2 separate regions of the Mus musculus genome follow, and region 2 is linked to region 1. A link is a contact called in public promoter capture Hi-C data. All regions are on one chromosome and are shown on one strand. The core of a region is the stretch at or near the end of the contact, and the rest is flanking DNA. Distances in the headings are between cores, read along the strand shown.

The links. Capture Hi-C pulls out chosen DNA fragments and counts their contacts.
Region 2: a promoter capture Hi-C map of adipose tissue shows a contact between it and region 1. The contact joins the promoter of Alg1 here to the promoter of Ppl in region 1. A contact is called at or near these places in 1 of 484 Hi-C or Micro-C datasets (embryonic stem cells), 1 of 115 datasets of contacts at active chromatin or transcription factors (pancreatic cancer cells) and 3 of 9 other capture datasets (adipose tissue, liver and pancreatic islet).

The regions. Positions count from the first base shown.
Region 1 is chr16:5,131,226-5,136,565 of GRCm38.p6, forward strand. Ppl (periplakin) reads right to left here and starts at 1,256. Exons shown (of 22, transcript NM_008909.2): 1 at 1,057-1,256. The coding sequence starts at 1,118.
Region 2 is chr16:5,229,416-5,234,888 of GRCm38.p6, forward strand. Alg1 (asparagine-linked glycosylation 1 (beta-1,4-mannosyltransferase)) reads left to right here and starts at 4,206. Exons shown (of 13, transcript NM_145362.2): 1 at 4,206-4,442. The coding sequence starts at 4,235.

The DNA of each region.
Region 1 (5,340 bases), core at 6-2,505:
TCAGAAAACATAAGAATACCCAGGCCACACTCCAGGCTGCAGTGCCCAGGGCACCCGTCTCAGTAGGTGGGTCTGGGTTGAAAGGCAGAACAACAGTCAGTGGGAAAGCTCCGGGGCCAGAATCTCTTGTCTTGCCTCCATCTGGAATCTGGGGAGTGGGGAGGAACTGTTCATGGGCCAGTGAAGGAGCCCAGCTAGGTGCTGAGCCAGGTGAGTGCTTGCCACTTCTCATCTGCCTAAAGTTATTTGGAGGGACCACCCCCACTTCCTCTAGAGGGATGCCAAGGCAGAGGAACGAATTCCACCCCTCCCTCAATCTCAGCAACATTACCAGTCTCCCCCAAACCGGTTATTAACCGAATGAATACATTAGGCTTATCAAAACCGACGTGGGCTGTCTCTCCATCCAGACACATCAAGACATGTCATTCGCTTCTCAGGCGGCCCTGAGAACTCAGAGATCGCAGACGCGGCCAGTTTCGGGGATAGGGGGGTGGGGAAGCGCCAGGAGCCACACCCCTGAGAAATCACGCAGTGAAAAATTGGTCTGTCCCCACCCAGCCGGGCCGAGCGGGAGTCTAGAGAGCCTGAGATTGCCTTAGCATGTCCCCCGGGGCCCCAGGACCCACCGCGGCCTCCGGCCTCCGAGTGCTCCAGCGCTGGCAGGCAGGTGCAGCCGGGGACAGGTGGCTCACCCTCGGAGCCACCAGATCTCACAACCCAACGCCAGCAGCAGCACCTGCACGGTCTACAATTCCCGCAGGAGATCACCCTACACACAACTTATTTTCCGAGTCCCAGGGTGGAAACACAACGTTTCATGACCGAGATTCCAGCTTCAGGACAACCTTGTACTCCTTACTCAAGTCCCCACCATCTAGGCCCCCAAAGTAGCGCATCATGGGGCTCTAGAGTCCCTCCTGTCACTCTTGGTGCCCCTTCCCAGCAGGGCAGAACTTTCCAGTTATAGAGGAACCTCCGCACAGCCTGCCCACGCATCCCCACTCCTGGCTCAGCCCTAGGTCTCCCTCATCCTAACCCAGGACGCCCCCTCACCTCCGCGTCTGCACCGTTGGGCTGTATTTGCCTTTGTTTCTCTTCCTGAAGAGCGAGTGCATGGTGGCGCTTGGGACAGAGGGACCTGGAACGCGGCGACGGACCCGGCGCGCACCGAAAGCGGGCGGCGGGCGCAGGTGAAAGAAGGCGGCGGAGGCGGAGGCGGCAGCGGCAGCGGCGCGCAGAGCCCCGTGTGCGGAGGGCCGCGGCTCTGGGTCACTACAGGAACAGGGCGGGGCGATCGCCGGCCACTTGCTTGCCTGCCGCACCCCGGGAAGGTGGCGCTTACCTTGCAGGCGGGGCTTCGGACGCGCTCCCTGGGTCCCCGCCGGACACCGCCCCTGTTGCCTGTTACTGCAGAGGCTGCGCAGCCTGTCGCCAGAACCTGGACGACTAGGCCACCTGCGCTAGGCCGCGCCCATCGTGCACATAGAGCCTGGCGCGCCCTCTGGCTGAAGGGTTTACCTGGGCAATCCCAAAACACCATGACACTCCTCTTGTGATGAGCCACAGGTGGAACCTCAGACAGGTGTGGGAGACCCGAGGTGGAAGTGGGGTCTCTGCTCCCTGCAATGTCAACAAATCACACTCAGCGGGACTGGCGATGGCCACAGCCATAGCACGCTACTGAATTGGATTCTTGTGGCCACCTATGGTCAGTTAGGACTTCTCTGAGAGTTGTTTTACTTACTGCCTCAGTTTCCTCCTTGGCCAAGAGAAGATTAACGACGACCCACATCCAGAAGGGCTATAGGAGATTCCTGTAGCTAATTCACCAAAGAGCTTGGCACACAGTGGCACTCCAACAGGCAGGGAAACAGCCGGGGAGGACATAACTATCCCTTGAAACGTTCATAACCCCGGGCCTGGTATGATAGAGACTTAATGGTGGATCATAGAAACTAGTTCTGGCTGAGAAACAGCAATGTTGCATAGTCCTGCCCGCATGTCCCGGAGTGAGGCTGGGCTGGGGGCTGTGGGAAACGTGGAGCTTTACCCATTCAGATCTGTACCCACATCTCACACTCATGAGCTGCCATAAGGGACGCAGCCCTGGTTTTGTTGGCTAATGGAAAACACTCTGGGTAAGAGCTAGAGTGAAAGAGAGACAGCTGAGAGAACTCAGTGCTACCCTGGGGTGGGGGTGGGGGTGGGTGGGAGCTCATGGGGAGAGGTGAGCTGCAGAGACTCTGGTGACAGCCAAAGAGCTTACAGTTCAAGTAGGGGAGATGAGATCTTGAGAATGGAAAGGGACAGTCACTGTGGGACTTGCTCACACTGTCAAGAGACTGGGGATCCAAGCTCAGCTGTCTGACTCCAGTCTCTGTCCCACAGGATTAGAATAAGGAGGTTGGTGTTCAGGGCTGGGGGGCTCAGTAGCTAAGAGAACGCACTGCTCTTGAGAGGGCCCTGTTAGTTCCCAGAACCTGTTAGGCAGATGTAGCACCAGGGGATTCAATGACTTCCTCTGGGCTCCCCAGGTGCCCACTTTCATGTGCACACACCATGCACACACCACACACACCACACACACACATGCACATACCACACACACACACACACACACACACACACACACACACACACACACACACACACACATATATATATATATATATATATATATATGTTATAAAATGTAAATGGCCGAGCAGTGGAAATAAATAAATAAATGTAAATAACTTTGGAGGTTAAGAAAAGATATTCAGTGCCCGGGAGTTGGTGGGCAGGAATACCTGTACAGTATGCTTTGTATACATAGAAGGCTTCTGGAAGGATCCATGCGAAACTGTTAGCCTTGACCCACTGAGGAAGAATGAGACTCTTCACTGAGGAAGTGGGGCGGGTAGCCAGGATAGACTGGTGTTCGGATCTTTACTTGGTCTCTTTTCAACTGTGGGGGACAGTGAGTCCTTTTGCTTCTCTGGCCTCAGTTTTTCCCATCTGTGAAGTGGATATAAAAGGCAGAGTCATCACCAAGGGATGAGATCCTTCCTAGTGAGCCTCTAGCACAGCCCCATTGTGACAGAGCTCAGTGACAACAGGGATGTCATTGGATGCTGGGGACAGCTCTAAAACCACAAACACTCAGATCCTTCTCTCAGCAACTCCAGGGTGGCTGTGAAGTGGTGTTGGGGAAGTGGCCTGGATCAGGAGCTCCAGGCCAGTCAGCTCGGGGCATTGCAGGATAACCACACTGATGGAATCTTAGGGTCCAAGTGCTCTCTGTGAGGTGAAGCCCCTCAGCTGCCTTGCTCGGAGGCACTTGATATCTTGGCCTTTTCTTGTGGGAAGGGAGCCATATTCTGAAAGCCACAGTGCCTGACTGGTCTGTGGCCACCAGCTGTAAAGCCCGAACTCTGGACATCCCTATCTCTACCTACCGTAGCATCCGCTCCCAGGCTCAGGGCAACTGGCTTGGTGCCCACTGACTCTGCTGGGCCCGGCCAGGAGTGTTGGAGGGAATTAACAGATTAGGGCAGGAATTCCACTTGGCCCTCATCCACGTTCTCACTCCATGTTCTAAGATAGTCAGCCCAGGGCTGGTGCAGCTGTGTGTGCATGCATGGGTACATGTGCACGTGTGTATGCACATGTGTTCCACACACAGCTGTGGGCAGGCAGGATGGGGCGGGAGATCTGCCCTCACTCGTACACCCTCTGGGGGGCCAGATGGGGTTAGTTCGGCACTGCCAAGCTGTCTTCTGCCAAGTGACTCATCCCCTCTGCTGTGGCGGGGGCGGGGAGGCCAGCAGGAGGATTGCGTAGGTACTTGTTCCAGGATGGTTGAACATCATTGAGGCGGCACCTGCAGGGCTGTGCAGTGCCCAGCAACCAGTGACCCTTGGCCTCCCATACCTGTTTCTTTCCAAAGCTGGAATGAGGGCTCTGTTTCATTGTTGCAAGGGTCACCCACACCCTCTCTGTGCTCAACATTTCCCCAGAAGTTGGAGAGGAATGTACACTCCAGGCTCCCTCACTTTGAACCAGTTTGAAACAGGAAGAACAGCATTCTCTCAATCCGGGAACAGAGGGCCCTGCTTACAGGACCAGGATGGAACCTTCTTCTCCCAGGGTGGAGGCCCAGGGCCATTCTCTTGTGGGCTAGACCCTCTCTCATCTCCTATATGGCTCCACAATCGCTCGAGGAATCTTACTTACATACAGATCCAGGAATGGTAGCATAGACCTGTCACTTCAGTTGAGGCTGAGGCAGGAGGATTAAAACTTCAAGGCCTACCTTAGCGCCAGAGTAAGTTCAAGGCTAGCCCAAGTGACTTATCAAGGCTAGCCCAAGTGACTTAATAAGACCCTGTCACCTTTAACAAAAGTTAAAAGAGCTGGGGTGGAGCTCAGTGGTGTTTGGCTTGCCAGGCACGTGTGAGGCCCTACGTTCAAGTTCATGTTTCTTTTCCTGGGATTGTGGCTGAATTTTATCAGCACCACACTCTATCCACTGAGATGGAATGTCTCATCTATCCAACAGCCAGATGGAAATGCTTTTCAGAGAGTAGCCACCCTCTGGAGCTCTGAAGCAAAGGGGTTTGGGGCTAGCTGGAAACCACAGGTCAAAGCCAGCCTGGGACTGAGTCCTGGCTGTGTGATCTTGCAGGTGGCTTAGGCACCCTGACTGTTTCACCTAATACACGGGGGACAGCCAGTGCCGAGGGACTCCCACAGGACAGGAAGGGGCTGGCTCAGCTTTGCCCTCTATTGTGTAACAGATATTTACTTTTCTTTTGGGACAATTCTTGGGATGGAAAGTCAGCTCACACGGGCTGACTCATACCTCCCCCTGAGCTGGGGCCCCCGGAGCTCCCCATAGTTCATCTTGGCAAGAGGGGACGCTGAGCTCTGGAAGCAGGCACCGAAGAGGGTCCAAGGTGACTCACTGAGTCCTCTTGCTCCTGAGTCACCCCTGGAGTATTCACTTCAGGCCCTCACCCACTGGGGCCCCTGGCAGCCTCCCCCTGTCTGATGGATACCCCACCCTGTGGTCACTTCAGGAAGATAGGCTCCCATGACTCCCTGCTACCCTCCCTACACTCAGGTATGCACCTGTATGCTGCCAAAATATGGAGACAACTCCCACTTCAGTTGAATTGCTCTGATCCTCAGGGCCCTGGCCCTCTCCCTATATGGCCTAGCCATAGATCGGTGACCCTGAAGCTCAGACACCCCACTGCAGGGCTATCCCACAGACTGGTGACCCTGGAGCTCAGACACTCCACTGGAGAGCTATCCCTGGGCCTCTCAAATTCACCATGAGAGCTTCTCTGCAAG
Region 2 (5,473 bases), core at 2,956-5,455, 100 kb after region 1:
CAGTGGCTTTCCTTGGATGTCAAGGGAGACTCCATAACCCCTTTCGTGTATTTTGACACTAAAGCCAGAACCCCATGGCCACCACTCCCTTTATTCTATTTAGCATCAGGCTTTTCTGTATTTTTTAACTCTTTGAGCATATTTTGTAGTCTTCCTTGCTTAACTTATTCCTTTTCATCTATATCTACATAAAAGTGACTACTAATAACCACATGACACAGTCATTACTACACTCTCTTGAAATCTCCTCTGACAATACCATTAATCCAAAACTCTTCCATTTAGCCTCAGGCAGATATTTTTGGACAAGGGAAGAAAGAAATCCCTTTCTTCACTAAAATAATTTAGGAATGGTCTCTAGGCCACCTACTAATATTCTTCTGCTTTGGAACATCTTGATCCAGGTTCCCACAGTTCTAATCACCCCCAGCACCACTGGCTTCCATGTTCTACTAGCATGGCCCACTAAGCCCCACTTAAAGCATTCAACTGCTTTCCTAATTAATTTAAAGTCCACATTCCACCAACAATCGGTATTGTCAGGCTTGTCACATCAATACCCTACTCCTGGTACCAACTTCTGTCTTTTTTAGTGTTCTGATGCTGTGAAGAGGCACCATGACCATTGCAACTCTGATAAAGAAAGCATTTAATTGAGGTTTGCTTACAGTTTCAGAGGCTCAGTCCATTATCATGTCAGAGGGAGTATGATGACATGCAGGCAGACATGGTGCTGGAGTAACAGAGTTCTACATCTGGATCCACAGGCAGCAAGAAGAGAGAGTCACCGGGCCTGTCTCGGCTTCTGAAACCTTTAAGCCCACCTCCAGTGACACACTTCCTCTAACACCTCCTAATCCTTCTCAAGTAGTGCCACTTCCTGATGCCTGAGCATTCAAATAGATGAGCTTATGGGGGTCATTCTTACTCAAACTACCCGAGGGAGGACCAGACTTGCATTATTGGGAGTATAAAAACTTTTTTCCCTATTCAGTCATCATGCCACCATTCTTGGATGAGTATGTCCAGTTTTGCAGAGCCATAAGCCACTGTGCTCTTGCTATTTTTAAGTCTCTGTGGGGTGGTGAGCTGTGATAGGCAGCTTGGTCCCTGGTTGAGCTCAGGCTTAAAACCCTATGACCCAGCTGGTGACTGTCTCCTGCAAGGAATGGCAGGCGTTTGGCTATGCCCCTTAGGGCGCCTGTCTCCTGTCATGTAGCTACCCCCCCCCCCAAGAGAGGTCTGTGGCTATCAGTCACACAGGAGCAGCACCAAGCCCTCCCACATGCAGATAAGGTATCTCTAAGCTCTCAGACCAAGCCTATGAGAAGTACCTGCTGTCAGACCCTGGCCCACCCCAAAATTGTATATAAGAATCCTATCCAGGAGGAATAAAGGTGTGTGAGAACTACTCCATTGTCTGAGAGCTTCAGTCATAAGAGCTGTAACACTGCCGCTTGGGAAGAGGTCTGCTCTCCAGAAGAGCCACCTGAAGCTCCCCGCTGGCTAGTTGGCCTCTCATTGGCCCAGCCTGGCCCAGCTCAGTGCTGGGTGACATGGAGTAATTGAGATGCAACAGAGGTGGAGCCAGCTGCAGCACCAGAGGTGACAGAGAAGACTCCTCCTTCCTGCTCACACTTGCTCCCCTTTGCCTGAACCCTCGCACCCAGCTGGGCCAGAGATCTCCATGGAAAGCCTCCAGTACACAGGCCCACAAGTCTCCAGTGCTCTTATTATAAAGTGAGAGTCTACAATTCTCACAGCAGTGACCAAGCCTGCTCAGTCAGTCAACAGGTTCTCTAGTGCAGGAGCGAGGATTGAAAAGAAAGAGACGATTAGACAATACTGCAGCATGACCCAAGTCAATTCTGAGACTTAAGGCAGGTTTATTTTTTCCCAATCCGATTTTATACTATTTTAATTACATGCAAGTAGTAAGGACAATAAGCACAAATAGTCAAGGAAAAAGCAAGGCAATAAGCAAAGTCCCGTGGTTGATCATTCCAGGGATCACTGTTTCTAAGGGCTTGCCAGCTTGATCAAAATATCTGAGCCTACTTCCTTGTCCAAGCCCAAAATCAGATTCTTGTCTGAAGCCTACTTCTTTTGTTCCACCCTAAAATTAAGATTCCTGCCTGAATTCTGATATAGCTGTCTCATGTGAGGCTATGCCAGTGCCTGGCAAATACAGAAGTGGATGCTCACAGTCATCTATTGGATGGAACACAGGGCCCCCAATGGAGGAGCTAGAGAAAGTACCCAAGGAGCTGAAGGGATCTGCAATCGGATAGGTGGAGCAACAATATGAACTAACCAGTAACCCCAGAGCTATGTCTCTAGCTGCATATGTAGCAGAAGATGGCCTAGTCGGCCATCATTGGGAAGAGAGGTCCTTTGGTCTTGCAAACTTTATATGCCCCAGTACAGGGGACTACCAGGGCCAAGAAGTGGGAGTGGGTGGGTAGGGGAGCAGGACTGGGGAGGGTACAGGGAACTTTCGGGATAGCATTTGAAATGTAAATAAAGAAAATATCTAATAAAAAAAATTCCTGCCTGAACTTACTTCCTTGTCATGGCCTAATGTCAGATTCCTGCCCCAAGCCCATTTCCTTGTCCTTGGCCAATGTCAGATTCCTGCCATGCAGCCCCCAAAGCTCCCCACACAGCAGTACTTTTCTAGCTGGCAAAGTCAGGAACTCTAGAGTTCATGCCACTATCATTATCTTATGCATCTCTTTCTTTCTCCCTTTATTGCCCATACTTAAAAAGTTCTCCCTTCCTTCCTTCCTTCCTTCCTTCCTTCCTTCCTTCCTTCCTTCCTTCCTTCTTCCCTCCCTCCCTCCCTTCCTCCCTCCCTTCCTTCTTTCCCTTCCTTTCTTTCTCTATAACCCATTGTCTATTCGTCTCTCCCTAAACTTGAGTCTCCTTTTTCTCCTTATAAGCTGAAAGCCAACAAGCTTTAGTGAGCTTTCTGTTTCTGCCCCTCACAGCTGAGATTATAGGTTTTGTGGTGACATCCAGCTTGTTACATGGGTGTCAGGATTTGAACTCCTGTCATGATTGCAAGTAAGAGCTCTTAACTGCTGAGTCATTTATCCAGCCCCTTATTTTTTTGAGTTCTTGTCATAAGCTGCCCAGGCAGGTCTTGAACTCTCTATGGAGTCGAGGATGACCTTGGCTTCTCCTCCACAGTGCCAGAATTACAGGCTATACTATGCCTGCTTCCTCTCTTTTGTATTTGAATTGTTGTATTCAATGTGCATGCATCTTAACAAATGAAGAGATAAACATTTTGCTTAATAAATTTTCTCACTGGAAGGCACCTCTGCTAAAGAGCCAGAGGCCCTATGGTCTCTTGCCTTCTACCAACAAAGATCGGTTTCCATGTGTAGCCATGATCTTGTTTATACATTCACTTCTCAGGGAATGGCCTCTTTCCTCAACAAAACTAGGAAATTCATCCAAATTGTTTTTATTTATTTAGTGTACAAGGGAGGTGCTGTGTGTGTCACAGCAGGAGCGTGGAAGTCAGAGGATGTAGAGAGTTGATTCTCTCCTTCCTGAGATGGTACCCTACTTTAGCATCAAACACCTTTACCTGAAGAAAACTCATCAGCCTCTCATCTAAAATTTAATCTCTCTTGTTAGATTATTAAAGGCAGCTACTGAGAGAGTAGATAAAAGAGGCTGGGTCTGATCATAGCCGAGACAAGTTCATGTACGGTGAGGGTACATTTTTGTGTAGATGGCTAAGATACTCACAGAAGATGAGATATGGCCTCCTATAGGGGTAGAAATGACTTCACAGTCCGTAAGGGAAGCTGAGAAGTGTACTCTAGCAGCAGGTAATCATTATCATCATTATTATAGTTTGAAATTTATCTTAGCGGTCTTTAAAAGAAGTTCTTAGACTCCAATAAAGGTACAGCTTTACTTTCACAGGGGAAAACACACTTCAGAGAACTTGGCATGGCTAAGTCCATTCTTGGGCTCCTTAAGTAACTCTTCAAAGGCCTCCTACCCTTTCCAGGCCCCGCCCCCCCGTTCAGAGCCCGCCCCCATCTTCCAAATTCTCTTTCCTTTTCTCCCAGACCTCGCCTTATCCAAGGCTCCGCCTCCTCCTTCGTAAAGAGGCGATTTCATAATCACCTCCCCCTGGGCAGGGTCTGGGGTGTGCGCTTGCGCATAGCGAGGCTTCCGGGCCCGGTCACGTGCTCGGCGCCGGCCGGCCAAGATGGCAGCGTCCTGCGTGGCGCTGCTGGTTCTGGCGCTGCTGTTGCTGGTGCTGCTGCTGGGCTTGTGGAAGCGTGGGCGGCAAACGGGCAGGGCCCGGCACATGGTCGTCGTGGTGCTGGGCGACGTGGGCCGCAGCCCCCGCATGCAGTACCACGCGCTGTCATTGGCCCAGAGCGGCTTTTCGGTGACGCTGCTGGGGTTCTACAGTGAGTGGCGGGGACCTGAGAGGGAGGCTCAATCAGGAGCCTTGACTCTCCCTGTTTTGGGACAGAGGCGGGAGCAGCTGTGCTCCTCTCCTGCCTGTTCTGGTCTGGACCGCTGTTTTCTGGTGTCTGGGAGCAGCGGGCGTCAGTCGCCGTTTACCATACGTGAGGACTACAAATAGATCGGTTGCAAAAGTGTCTGTCACTTGCTTTGTTTAGGTAGTGCACAGACAGGCTGCAACCCTGGTGTGTGAGACCTTAGTGCTGGTCACCACTTCCTCATGCTGCCTTTGTCACTGAGTTGGCAGGCTGAATGTTTCTTCACATCCCTTGTCCAGCCGCAGAGCTTTTCTTGCTGTGGATGGTTCTCTTGTCCCCTAAGGTGTAGGCAGAGGTGTCCACTCCCTCATCATGTCCACGTGGATGATTTTTCAGGGGTTCACTCTTACTATGCAGCCTCTAGCTGGTTTGGATCTCACTATGTAGGCCAGAGTGTCCTTGAACTCACAGAGATCCACTTGCTACTGCCTTTAGAGTGTTGGGATTAAAGGCATGCACTTTAGTAGCCCCTCAGGTATCCAACCTTTTGACACAGTCATATGAAATCTGCTAGCATGTTGGGGACATTCATAACTATCCTCGAACACGTGCTGGGCACCTCAAATTGGATCTGCGAACTTGGGGGTGGCCCAGCTCTATCTAAGGGAAAGTGGAAATAGCCCTTATTGGTCCCCGTGTGGAGTGCTATCCTAGGGCAGACTGCCATCCAGGAGTTCTACTCTTTATCAGTTAAATTGGGTCCCTATTGCATGCCAGTCATCAGGTTAAATTAAGTAGGTATGATGAATGCCCTTCGAGGGTATTCTATAGAAGAACACAAAGTGACCTCATTTTCTATTCTGGGTACTGGGGACCTGTGAGGTTTTGATAGGTGTTATTTTCCTTCCACCTTGTTTACTTGAGATGGGCATGCTTTGTAGCACATGCTGGCTTTGAACACTTTATCCTGCCTTATCCTTCCAAGTACTGGAATT